3 separate regions of the Mus musculus genome follow, and all the other regions are linked to region 2. The links are chromatin contacts, called in public ChIA-PET and promoter capture Hi-C maps. All regions are on one chromosome and are shown on one strand. The core of a region is the stretch at or near the end of the contact, and the rest is flanking DNA. Distances in the headings are between cores, read along the strand shown.

Region 1 (4,028 bases), core at 1,298-3,797, 33 kb before region 2:
CTTCATTCCAGTGCTGGGGATTAGCCCAGGGCCATGTGCATTCTGGGAAGGTGCTTTACCAATGACTTATATCCCCCATCCACAATAATACTGGAAAATAAAGAAATCAGAAACACGAATGTGCTAAAGCGAGAAACCCTCGAGACTTCTGTCTACCTAGAAGTCTTAAGTATTTATATCAAATGAACACACGGTAGCTTTCTGGATTCCAACACAGAGCCCTCCAAATTGTGTAATCTCTGCTTCTCCATCTCCACAGTTTAAGTAGAGAAGAAGTGTGATAGAAATCACAATGCTATGAGAATCAAAGAGATGACTGCAAGCTGCTTTTGTTCCTGTCTAATTTGTTCCTTATGAATATTAAATTTTATATGCAAATTGTAGGCTCTTAGGCAATTAGCAACCAGGTAAGCTGAGGCTCACATTTAAACTAAGGCATCCATGTGCCCCCTTGAAGCTCTGGGAAAGGGAATGGTTCTGCCTGCGCAATGCAGTCTCCTGCCCATGGCCTGGCAGATACAGAGAAAAGAAAACTCTCTCTAGATGGAGAACTACAGTGTACTCGCCAAGCCGCTTAGTGTGAAATACATAGGGCGCTTTGGAAGTTAACGCTTCACTCGAAATGCATCTGCACTACCGGAAGGGATGGCATCGCCCTCACCTCCCTACCCCATACCTGGAGGAGTCTCTGCTGCTGTCGAACTTGCTGCTGTCTGGGCCTCATTGGGTCCTGAGGCAGGGGCACCGAGGGGAGGTTGGGATGTGCGGGAGTCAGCACAGCGTCAATTCCCCCGCCCACCAGAGGGCTCTGCTGTAGAGCCTGGTGGTTCAGTCTGGCAAAGAATAATGCAACTTGTGTTCAGGAACCAGGCGTACCACGAAAGTCAGTCAGCGCCTCCAGCATTTTACACACATCCACCAAGAAACAATCCGTGTTCAATAATCATGTGTACAATTAAAACGGGAAAAGGCCAGAGGGTCAGATAACAAATGTGACCCAACGAGAAAAAAAGATGGTAAACATACTACTTTGAGCCAAGTAGCAATCATATAGAAATTACTTTAAAAAAAAAAATCAAATTCGCTGTTAGCAGTAAGTGAAAATAATTTAATATTTACTTCTGGAAGACTGGGAGTAGAATGGCTGAACAGTCGTATTTCATTACTTCTCGAGTATCACTGTGAGTTAGCAGTTTTATTCTCTAACTTTAAAAATGAAGCAGTGGACATAGAGAAATAACTAAGGTCATCCAGAAAAAAAAAATGACACAGGTGGGATTTGAACCCAGATTTTTTTTTTTTAGCACTTAAGCTCAAGTTACTGAGCTCTGCTCTGCTACTACTTATAAAACATGGTGAGCAAAATGCATGTTTTACAAATTATTTCCCACAAATCCCACCGACCTCCCTAACTTTCAGAGAGTTATTATCCTCAGCAGACATGTAGCTGGTCATTGATGGTAACGCATGGGAGCTAAGCTGCTATCCACTGTACAATGTAGTCTATATGATTACAAACCTAATTCTTCTGGACTATATTATCTAATGAGATTGTATATTTTGATAAGCAATAATGATTCCTATCTGTGCCATCCAATGAAATGGCCTCTAGCCACTAGGACTAGTTAGTTATCAGGGTTTAGAAATAAACAAAACTGCAAGGCTCCTTGGTCAAAGCTACAGAATTTCACAAGATAGCTGAGCATCCTGCCAGGTCTTCACGTCACTGCATATGTCACATGAACCTCAAATCTAGCCATGCTGGCCAGAGCTGGCTAAAGTGCACTTAAAAGGTGACTAATGTGTCTGCAGAAATAAATGTTAAATCAGATTTAATTCATTTAAATTTAGCCATGTATGGATAGCGACTACGACAATAAGCAGTACTGACACACCCTAGGAGGAAGGGGTGTGATTAAAACAAGAACCAGAAGAGTCGGCCATGAGTCATCTCTGAGGTGGGAAAAATAAAAACTAAGTCATAACAAAACTTTGCAAAGCACCATGTACAATTAGCTCTACAACAGAAACTGGCTTGATCAACAAATCCTAGTAAGGCGCTGCTAACCATGATCGATAGTTTTCTCAGATACTTTTAATAAAAAAAAAAAATCCTTTTGGGGAGGAAAAAAGCAGAAAAGAAAACACATGGGTAACATCTGAAAAACTTTACATAGCACACATGGAAGAAGTGAGTCAAAACCACAGCATTCTTCAATGAAAGAATTTGGAACCTCTACTGCACGCTGGTTAAAAAAAAAATGAGATGTCAGGACTCAAGTAGAGGAGCTCAAAAACCATTACGGTATCAAACGCTTGGAAGGAGCGAGCTTAACAATCCCAAGGCCGAGAGGGTTTTACTATCGCAATTACTTCAACAGGTATCACCTCTGAGAGCCAGCTACGGGCTGCAGGTACGGGGAGGCCTGCTGCTGCACGTAGCCACTTGGCTGCTGCTGAAGCTGCCGGAGTCTTTCCATCAGCGCTGGGCTGGAATGTGCAGCCGGATAGGCCCTGGAGTTGTAGCTGGGGGAAAGGACCACGCCACCAGGCTGCTGCTGAGCTGCCTGTTGCAAAGGCATCTGTGTTCCATACATTGTGTAGCCCTGGGGCATGGTCTGCAGGAAGGCACAAAGGAAAATGTCAGTGCTCCAGTTAGCACCCATATTCCCATCACTAAGAAACACGGGGCAAAAATAAGCCCAGGAGGTCCAACCTGAAACTCACTGCTCTCACAAGGCTGGGATGACTCAACATATGAGGATGGCTACTCTTGCAGGCGAGAAGTCTAACCAGACACTTAGAGAATAGACTGGCTGGATAATGAATCCACAGAAGTCTCTAGTTCAAAATAATTGGATATTCATTTGCTTTCTAAGTTGAGCTGTCTATTTCATGGGCTAGGAAGGGCAGCATTCTGCATAGAAATAATCAGCGAAGTATCCACACACTCCATGCCTAGATTCAACAAAATCGAAACAATATCAGAATCATCTCCAAAGTGGGACAAGCAAGGGAGGGGCCGTGCCCAGTGAACATCAACTGACGGGGTATACTTTCCCATTCGTACAAGAACCTATTTCTCTAAACCTTGATGCCTTATGTAAAAGACAAACATGGAGTTTTCTGGATCACAAGATAACAATTCTCTGAACAAAATGCTGCCTGTTCTCTGGATCCCCAAAACACCACATATTAAAGCAGTGTAAGAACTCTGACTCTGGAGACAAGAGTGATACACACTAAATGGCAGAAGTGGCCTACAGGAACCCAGACTCGGGACTTACGTAAGACAAACAGGGCACTCCTTTCGGCCATATACATGGAATGAATAGCCAGCCCCAACACAAATCTTATCAAAGTATCGGGTCTTTTTATATAAAAGAAAGAAGTAAGGGTGTAAGGATGCAGAAATAATAAAACTACTAAACAGTTTGGACAAAGGGGGAATAAAGGGCTATTTATTTTATTTTATTTCAAACAGGGTATCTCTATGTAGCCTTGGATATCCTGGAACTCGTTCTGTAGACCAGGCTGGTCTTGAACTCATAGAGATCCACCTGCCTCTGCCTCCCAAGTGCTGGCATTAATTCTATGCAACACTAGTGCCTGACAAAGATCTACATTTTTTAAAGATAAGCACACCCTTTGTTGAGCATTTACTGTGTATGTGACAGTACGCTAATTCCATAGGTTGCCTTGAATCCCACATCTTTCCTCTTGATCTTACAGAAAAGGAAGCTAGACCTCAGAATACCATGCATGTCACACAGCTACAGAGTCAACAACACCTGTACTGCAACCTGACTCAAAGGCCTATTGTCCTGTTCTTCTACCATGATCCCTCATGGAAGTTATCCTTGAATATGAAAATTTCTATAACAAATTATATCATTAAACACTGTATCATAAATAACTGAGATTACTAAACAATTTAATAAATTGATTGATTGATTGATTGATTGATTGATTGATTTTGAGATGCAGTCTCAACTATCTAACCTTAGATGGCCTTAATGCTCCTGCCT
Region 2 (4,132 bases), core at 841-3,340:
GTACAGAAGGAAGTGCTGCTGCTCCTCATACTTGATCACCTTCCGGTCCACACGGACAGTGCCGAACCAGGCCCAGGACAGCGGGGCTGGGTTCTTCTGACCCTCAAACAGGTCCCATGGGGACACTTTCTGCTTCGTAGAGACCTGGAGACCCTGTGGGAAAAGAATGTTCTGTGACAACACAACCTGGCCTGTCCCCAACCCACAGGGCAAGCTTGAAAGCGTGCGGTTGGAAGGTTGGAACGAGCTAAGGGAACTCAGTAGACAGGAATGTTCATCTAAGCAGTGTGAACTGGGGTTCAGGACTTTGCAAGTTCAGTTCTCCAGTGCTCTGTACCACCTGACACTCCTTAAGGCATCTAAAAGTGAGCTAAAATATTTTAGTATAAAATGACATTCTCATTCAAGTATGTTGTAGAAAATATAATCTCTCAAGTATCCTGTAAAGTTGCTGTTAGAACCATCTCAGGAATCCATTATTTTTAGTATTATACAAGATTTAAAAGTCAATATATAGTCTGCCTCTGATGTATGAACTCAATTTAGTATATATTTCATGTACATGTATGTGGCTTTCTCTGAATAAAATTTTTTGGGAGAAAATTAATTACAGAAACAGGTACAACACAAATTAAGTCTTTCAATTCCAAGGTATCTTTACTGAATCCAGGTAAGGAATTCAATTTTGTTTCTGAAAAATAGCATGCTTTTATTTGTAATACTAATGGGTAACATTTCTTAGTAATTTTGCAAGTATACCTATTTAAAGACATTTCTCCTCAAAACGGCCAAGGTACCCCGCCCCCCATGTGAGCATATCTGTTTTTGTCTGTCTTCCTCTTTAAGTGTGACTTCTTCTGACACTACCAGTAATGTCACCACCCACTGCTGTCTGCCATGTGATGAAATCGTTCTCCTGAGTAGAACTCACATCTAAATGGCTCCTGGATGCCTTCTGAAAGAAGCCCAAGTCACCCTTATTGTGACTTCTGGTTTTCCCCTCCCATGGCCACACTGCTATGGCATTTGAGTTAACTCTGAATTCTGGTGGCATGGTTTTTCCTCTTAACAGTCACCTTTCTTGCCTTTCCTTAAACTTTCCCCACCTGTCCTATACTTTTCTGTATACTTAGTCCGTCAGGATGGTCTGTGTGTCCACTATTGTAGGACCCCTGTTCTGACTACCTCTGCCTGTGTGACTTAAACCGTTCCCCGTTGGTGCCATCATGACCTGACCTGCACGTCCCGTTGCATGTAAAAGTGCATCTACTTCCCCCTAAGGGCAGGGATTCCCTCCACCATCTCCATTGCTGCAGTGCCAATGGCTACTCAGGCTGGCCTTTCTGTTATTTTAAAGAACCTTCCAAAGCGTTGTATAGAAAGCAAATGCCCATCTAATACTGCTTCTTAGAGACTACGTAGTGTTGTAACACAAGTTTTACTAAATACTGCTTACTCAGCAAATGAAAATTCTTATCAGCACACATTTTCTTATATAAACATAGCTTGTTTCCTATCCTGATGTAAAATAATAATTTTATTTTACTTTTATTTCTTATGCTAAGCTGTTACTTAAGTTTTTGGTAGATTCTAGAAATGCCCTGAAGTCCAGATAAGCATTTTAATTGGGAGATCTTTGAAGATAATGGCTTTTTTCTTTTTCTTTTTGCAATGCCAATAGCTATTGTGCTTTGATGACAAAAATTATACCACTGAAAATTAAGAAAAGTCACTTGGCTTCTATAACTAGATATATTTATATATGTGGGAAAAAACATTTACTCTTGCCTGTTTTTTATCAATAGAGTCAAATCCAGCAATTTTGTTTCCCTTTGTATCGATCAAAGAACCCATGGGTTCACACGTGATGACATCGCAGGTCTGCTTTGGCAAAGGCAGCAACTGTCGAACTTTGTCAATGCTTTCTGACCTCTTGTCTCCTAGTTCTTTCTAGAAGAAAGAGGGGGGAAAAATGTAAAAGCAAGAGAGAAGTGAGGCAAAAATTCTGACTTTACAATGAAGCAAAAGCTAACAAGAAGGAAGTTCCCCAGTGACACATTTCCTTTTTTTTAGGGCTAGTATGTCTTTAGTCCTTAGCGCAGTCTATGGAACAGCTGCAAATTGGACTGGTGAAATGTTTCATTTCTTCTATTCAAGTAGAAAATCAGGGTGCACACAAAGGCAGTCTTGTTCTCCATGACAAATCAGAGTGCTGAAATGACAAAACGCCAGTGTCATTTGCTGTCACACAGCAGGAGCTGCCGCACGGACACTTTCCCGTATCCAGGGTCACAGTGCAAGGTAACCATCAGCTTTTTTACTGTAACGTCTTCAGATTATGTATTTGCAATGTCTATTTGCCGTTCATGTCCAGGACTGTTAGTGGATTTACAAATTCAATGCAGAGCTCATTTTTTTTTTTCCCACTTGCATGTGTAAATCCAAGCATGGGTTCAAAGGAAATCTGACACTGGAGTTTTGGTTAGATATCTGATAATGCATTTTTAAAATCCTTAAAAATTAAAACACATTTTATTTGAGCACACCTTTTCAGAGAAAAAAATCGTTCAAATATCATGCTTGTAATTTTGAAGGACTGACAGAGTAGGTAAGATAACAAATAACCACAATCTGCTGAATCAGCTACACATGTAGATTAATGAGGAGGAAATTAAGACAATAATCCATAAACAACATGATTTCAGAGTAGAGGCTGATCACAAGCTTACTTTCAGTTTCTTTACTAAGTTCATGTATGCACGTTTGTTCTCTTCTGATCCCCCGGGGGAAGCACTTGATAGGTCAGAAGCCAGGGTTCCATTGATTAAAACACCCAGCATGTCAAGAACCGTTGTGAATAATTCACTGAGAAGAAAGAAAACCCCATTTTATTCTCACAAACAAAACCCGGACACACAGAATTGCCTAAGCATTTCTACTGAAAGTGCTAAGTTTTTAATGACAGCTAAATCAGTAAGTGGCAGAATTTCCTGTCAGTAGACAAAAGCTTGTACCATGCATGCATGCAGGGGAAAAAAAAAGGTATAAAATGATAAAAAACAAAATAAAACAAAACAAAAACCCAACATACTTGTTAGTGTGCATGTCAACAGTTCCCGAAGTAATTATCTGGAGGAGTAGGAGGGCCCAGTCGGTGGTCCCCTGCGTGCTCCGCTGTACCGTGTCAAACATTCCTCCTACCTAGCATACAAAATATGATAAAGATTTTGTATTGCTACCCCTATTACCATATGTGCCCAAATGTTGATTTGTTAAACCAGAAGTGATGTTAAGAACTGGTTCTTGCTAGCCACACTATGGATTATCCTACAACTGTCTCTTCTAGCTATGTGGTTATCACTGTTTATGGTTCTTTCCACAGAGGCTAGGCATTCAAAACTTAACAGAAAGTGTAACACTTGAATGTGGGCAGTCACAAAATTACCTTTCTCTTCTCATCAGTCTCTCATGGTACTTAGTTTTAGACATAACTGCAGTTAAACCTGAATAGCATCAAAACTCTGTCTCATCACCTGCAATTGTGTGATATTCGATTATTATTGCATCTGAGCCTGCCACTATAATATCCCTGGAGATGCCCTTTAACGTGGAAGGAATGAGGAGGAGAAGGTATTGCCACAGGTCTGCCAGCTCCTGGGAGGAGGTCAGAGTGCTGAAGGTGAGGTGAACAACTGCCCAGGGAGGTCAGATTGCCAAAAGCCAGAAAAGCAATTGCCCAGGGCACGTTCAGGATTTGTCAAGAGGAAATTTAAGGGAATACAAAACATGCTGAAACTTTCAGATTTCTGTAAAATATTCTTGTGAGATTTGTCTTTTTTTTTTCTGATCAATTTAACAGAATGTCTCTGAGAAAAATTGAGAGTTGACAGATTTCTGTGGTTGTAAAATAGAACACAGTGAAAGCCAACACTCCTATTAAAGGTTTGTCGGACCTCCCCTTAGCACTGCACAGGAGGAGGAGGAGAGATCTGCCAGATGGAGCCTCTACTCCCTGGTGGAAAACACAAATAGGTGCTTACAACTCTACTGTCTAGAATTCAACCCAGACAGGAAGGACGGCAGCTAAGGAAACAGAAGGTTTAAGAGAAAAGGAAGTAGGTACAGAGTGAGA
Region 3 (4,368 bases), core at 676-3,175, 50 kb before region 2:
TCACTCCTTGCTGTGGCTGGTTACCTAAGGGGAAAGCAAACACAACAGTTACAGATGTGAACTGGTGCTGCAGATAACACCTTCTCTCTGGCGGGCCTCTCAGTAACAGCCCCAGGTATGGGAGGACAGAGCAACAGGCTAGACCCTGGGGCCAATAACCATGTAATGTGACCAAATGTATTCTGTAGAGGGGCCAAGTCTACAGGAGAGACCCACAGCTGCCCACACAATGCCTCGGGATTAGATAGATTGACTCACAGTGTCCAAGAGCTGTATTCCAGCTCTTGACACTCTGGGGACAGCAGAGCAAGCTGACATGCTCTTCAGATAAGTCTGCAATACAGGACTCCTCAGTGCTGATTTATAAACACTATAAGGCCAAGCCTTCAGGTTATATTCTCTGCAAGAATTTTAACTCAAAAATATCGTCGTATTTCATTGTTTTAATCACAGATTATTTAATAGAGTATACCTACTTAAAAAAAACAGCTAGGAAAAAAATTGATCTTACTTCACGTAACCAAAATTAACTGAGGCTACATGAAAACATACACACATATTTCAGGTTTGGAAATTAAAGAAAAATCTCATGTATGTATTCATGGAACATGGTGATGTGTTACATAAAGACACAGACAAGTGTACATTATATGTTAAAGACCAAAAACAAAAACAAAATAAAATAAAGAAAAATTAAGATATGACTGGCAGAGACACCAAGGAGTGTGGAGGGAGGTGGGGGGCAATTCTCTCTGTCAAGATTCCCACATGCAAAGCAGTCATGCAAAAAGCTACCCCTCAGCCACAAATGGATGCCACATCACTGTTTCAACATGCAGCAGACTCCACCCTGTAACTCAGAAACACTGAATCTGAAAGCCACGGGAAAACGTGTCTCCTATACTTTCATAGGTGGGAAAACGTGACCTAGCCAATAATGGCCACCTTGGCAAAGAAATCAGGTCTTGTGACTCCAGGCCACTATGTTTCACCACACAAGGGACTCACTCCATCTCTAAAACGATTCTATCCTGAGATACTGGTATAGGGGTGATCTAAGTCAAGGTCATGGGATGAGTTTCTCCTTAAACATTTCTAGCTCTATAAAAACAAGACCCGGGCATGGAGTTGAGGTTAAGCAGTAGAACACATGTCTGGAACACAGGAAGCCTTGGGTTCTATCCTCAGCACCATAAAATAAAACCAACAAAAGGGGGTTGGGTGTGCTTTGGGAAAGTCACATAAAACAACAGGAAAATACTGAATTTAAGGGGAAAAATGTGGCTTTTCCAGGGGAAGAAAAAGGTAAGTCCAAAACTAATCAAACTAAGACAAAGTGAAATACCTCAGACCAAGCCAAACATGAAAAAAAAATGTATGTATGTATGCATGCATGTATGCATATATTATGCATATATGTATGTGTGCACATATGTGTGCATGCATGGATATATGTGTGTGTATGCATGCATGTATGAATAAATGAATGTATGCATCTGTATATGTATGTATGTATATGTGTATGTATGTATGCATGTATGTATGTAACAAAAGTAGTCAAATAAAAGAGGAGGAGTGGACAGTGGAGGTCTAGGAGGGGTTTAATGGAGAGTAGCTGAGAGAGGAGACAGAAGAAAGCGAGGAAGGAAAGTGATGGAGCTCTATTTCAATGAAAAAGTCTTTAAAAATGTTTCAGAGGACACAGTGTGATTTCTGAAGAGCCTACTATGCCGGGCTTGTCGCTGACTCCCAGACTCCCCTGGCTCAGTGTGAGATAGGTACTTACTAGAAAGCTGCTTTTGGAGCTGTCGCACCAGGGCGGCTGTCTGTTGCTGTTGCTGGGTCTGCTGCAAGCCTTGCCTGGGGAACTGTAATTGCAACAAGGGGAAGGATGAGTCAGCCACTCGTGCTCCACAAGGCACAGGCTGTACCTCGGGGCTGGCTAAGGCACGTTCACATGCTCAGTTTGGATACGTCTGGTTTTGCCTACGGTACAGCTGGCCAAACAGTGCTTCCCGCAGGTACTTGCTTGGCATTTATCTTTAGAGTTTCCATGAAGAAGTGCTCACTACAGAGGTAGCCCACTCATCCAAGGACCTCTCTGACAAGATGAAAGCTCTCTGCTGTGGAGATCTGTCCAATGCCAACAGACCCCATGGGCAGGGCAGAGCAGAGCCTGTGAGATAGAGCATGGGTTTGTGGAACATCTGACCTCCACCTGACAGCCATGGCAGGGTGAGCTGGGCCATACACAAGAACACTCACATTTTAAGGAGTTTTCTCCTAGCCCTGTCTGAGGGGACCTGGAAGTACCACACAAGGAACTGCAGCTGATGTTTGAGGAGCATGGGGAGACTGACTGATCAGTGTCTGCTAGAAGCAAAGCTGTTTTTGATTAGAATCACCAATGATACTAGGACACTTCCTAACTGCAGGTGTCGGACTGCCTCTCTTTCTTTCCTTTCTCTACTCCTCAGCTGTCTTCTTGCGACTTAGAAACAACTGGGATGCTCTGATACGAGCATCTCTTAGTCATACACAAAGAACTGGTTGTTTCCTGTTAACCTCAGTCTGTGCCATCTGCCTGTATGGAACACAATAACCAGGCTGTCACAGCACCCTAGAGAGCATCTCCAGAGATAGAAAGTGAGAGCTGACCTAGGCCAGGGAGGAGCATGGTAAGGAGTTTTCTTTATTTTTGCCAGCTTCTTCCACAGTGGCTCTCTGCCAGCCTAGTGCATCCAAGGCAGCCGTGCCTGAGCTCTTCCCTCAGGTAACTGGGCTCTCTCCACCTCCCCTCTTCTCACCACACTAGGCTGAGAGGTCTGTGCTGTGCCTGTAACACATCTGCATTGCTTGTCCTTAATCTGCTTCACATCCCTAACGAGTTTTTAATAAGACCATTCTCAATGTGAATGCAACATGATTCCCTCTTCCTTGGAGGTCCTCAGTATGACTAAAAGCTGCCCAGGACTGTTAAGTCATATAGGAAATTCAAATACAGAATGCATAGCTAAATGTGAATTTCAGACAAGTAACAAGGAATTTTTTATTTTACTAATATTTAATATTTCACGTGACAAATACTGAATTTAGTCCAAGTAACCCAACAGAAAATTTGACGTAACACTTTTGCTAACTGCTTGCCTGAAATTCAGATTTAGCAGAAAACTCTAACTTTAGACAGCATTGCCAAGATGACTCTTCCATGTGTAATGGCACACAAAGATGATAAGCCATTGCCAGCACCAACCCTCTCCACATACAGGTCTGGGAAAACAGAACAACAATCATTCCTCTGTGTGGAAAATTCAGGAAGGCACGTGTTTTCTTTTTAATTCAACCATTTCAATGCTTAGAATCCTATTTAACAAGTCTTGCTATGTGCCATGAACTATTGTGGGCATTATAGGTATACACTCTGGCGCTTGATTCTGACGAACAATGATGTTAACAAAGCTTTTGGTACAGGTGCTTTCATGTTTAGTGTGTGTCAACATGGAAGTTAGTATGTTAGCTCTCATCACGTCATGTAGGGCTGAACCCTTCTCCACACACACTGCATTTCTGCAAACATTCATCCACACAGCCCCCTTCCAGAGAATGCATAGAGAGAGAGAGCTGGATGTCCCTTCTCCTCAGCTTTGGATGTTTAATCTTGAATTTTCAGAGATATTTGAATTTAGACTATGAATAATAAAGACCTATGACCCTTTACTACCAATATTCTCATGATACAGGTGGGAGCTGTGTCATTTGGCTACTGAATCCTAAGGGCACTCTTAGAACTATCGATCTCAATTTCTCATAACAGAGCACGAATTCCCCGAGAAAGACCAGTATAAAACTTTTGTCTGTGGCTGCTGGTCAAAAGTCACAGCAGTTCTTAACTAATGCTGCTATCATGTATGTTTTTTGAAAGGCAAAATGGAATACAACATAATCTTCCCCCAAGAACGAGTGCATTTTAAGTCACCCAATTAAGACAGCATAAGATGAAAAGAATAGACTTAGTTACACAGTATGGATATTATTTTCTTGAATGTTGGAAGGAGCTTCATTCTACATCTATCAAACAGAGTTAATAGTCATTTAAACACACGAACCTTTAAAGGATTATAAGTCAAGAACTACACTTATGACCAAGCTTGAGACACCACACAAATTTCCCCAGAAAGGACAGAGGCTACCACTAGTTGCCCTTTCTTCCCAGACCACAAATGACACAGGAATGCACACAAAGTTGTCACCACACTTAACTGATGGTATTGGGCTTCTCTTAATCTTTCACACTCACTTTACAGAAAAGCTTCCATAGGATACCTTGAAGAGGTGACAGTTTCTGTCCTAAGGCAGTTTTGACCTTAA

What was found. Promoter capture Hi-C pulls out the DNA fragments that hold promoters and counts their contacts. ChIA-PET counts read pairs in DNA pulled down with a chosen protein or histone mark.
Region 1: a contact with region 2 is called in an RNA polymerase II ChIA-PET map of effector CD8 T cells, with 240 read pairs. The contact joins the enhancer-like site here to the promoter of P2ry12 in region 2. A contact is called at or near these places in 6 of 39 promoter capture datasets (the HPC-7 cell line, embryonic stem cells, epiblast stem cells and 2 more), 1 of 15 datasets of contacts at CTCF or cohesin (CD8 T cells), 10 of 484 Hi-C or Micro-C datasets (the Ba/F3 cell line, CD8 central memory T cells, the HPC-7 cell line and 6 more), 3 of 115 datasets of contacts at active chromatin or transcription factors (CD8 T cells, effector CD8 T cells and memory CD8 T cells) and 1 of 9 other capture datasets (adipose tissue).
Region 3: a contact with region 2 is called in a promoter capture Hi-C map of macrophages, with 9 read pairs. The contact joins the enhancer-like site here to the promoter of P2ry12 in region 2. A contact is called at or near these places in 9 of 39 promoter capture datasets (the C10 cell line, the HPC-7 cell line, HPC-7-derived erythroid cells and 6 more), 1 of 15 datasets of contacts at CTCF or cohesin (CD8 T cells), 6 of 484 Hi-C or Micro-C datasets (the 63-12 cell line, the C10 cell line, CD8 central memory T cells and 3 more), 4 of 115 datasets of contacts at active chromatin or transcription factors (CD8 T cells, T-cell acute lymphoblastic leukemia, bone marrow-derived macrophages and 1 more) and 3 of 9 other capture datasets (adipose tissue, embryonic stem cells and liver).

The regions. Positions count from the first base shown.
Region 1 is chr3:59,294,595-59,298,622 of GRCm38.p6, reverse strand. It overlaps Med12l (mediator complex subunit 12-like), which reads right to left. Exons shown (of 44, transcript NM_177855.3): 40 at 2,389-2,618; 41 at 677-833. Among named protein-coding and RNA genes, the nearest start is that of P2ry12, 34 kb to the right of the region's middle. Within about 2 kb of position 2,547, at least 70 of the 459 cell types and tissues checked have an H3K27ac peak or open chromatin away from gene starts, as enhancers often do. A contact at or near this core is called in CD8 T cells, effector CD8 T cells and memory CD8 T cells, where this site is marked.
Region 2 is chr3:59,260,943-59,265,074 of GRCm38.p6, reverse strand. It overlaps P2ry12 (purinergic receptor P2Y, G-protein coupled 12), which reads left to right and starts at 2,090. Exons shown (of 5, transcript NM_001357008.1): 1 at 2,090-2,301. Med12l (mediator complex subunit 12-like) reads right to left here. Exons shown (of 44, transcript NM_177855.3): 33 at 3,092-3,201; 34 at 2,730-2,865; 35 at 1,789-1,950; 36 at 1-153.
Region 3 is chr3:59,310,353-59,314,720 of GRCm38.p6, reverse strand. Med12l (mediator complex subunit 12-like) reads right to left here. Exons shown (of 44, transcript NM_177855.3): 43 at 1,787-1,868; 44 at 1-24. Among named protein-coding and RNA genes, the nearest start is that of Igsf10, 32 kb to the left of the region's middle. Within about 2 kb of position 1,925, at least 83 of the 459 cell types and tissues checked have an H3K27ac peak or open chromatin away from gene starts, as enhancers often do. A contact at or near this core is called in CD8 T cells, bone marrow-derived macrophages, hippocampal neurons and 2 more, where this site is marked.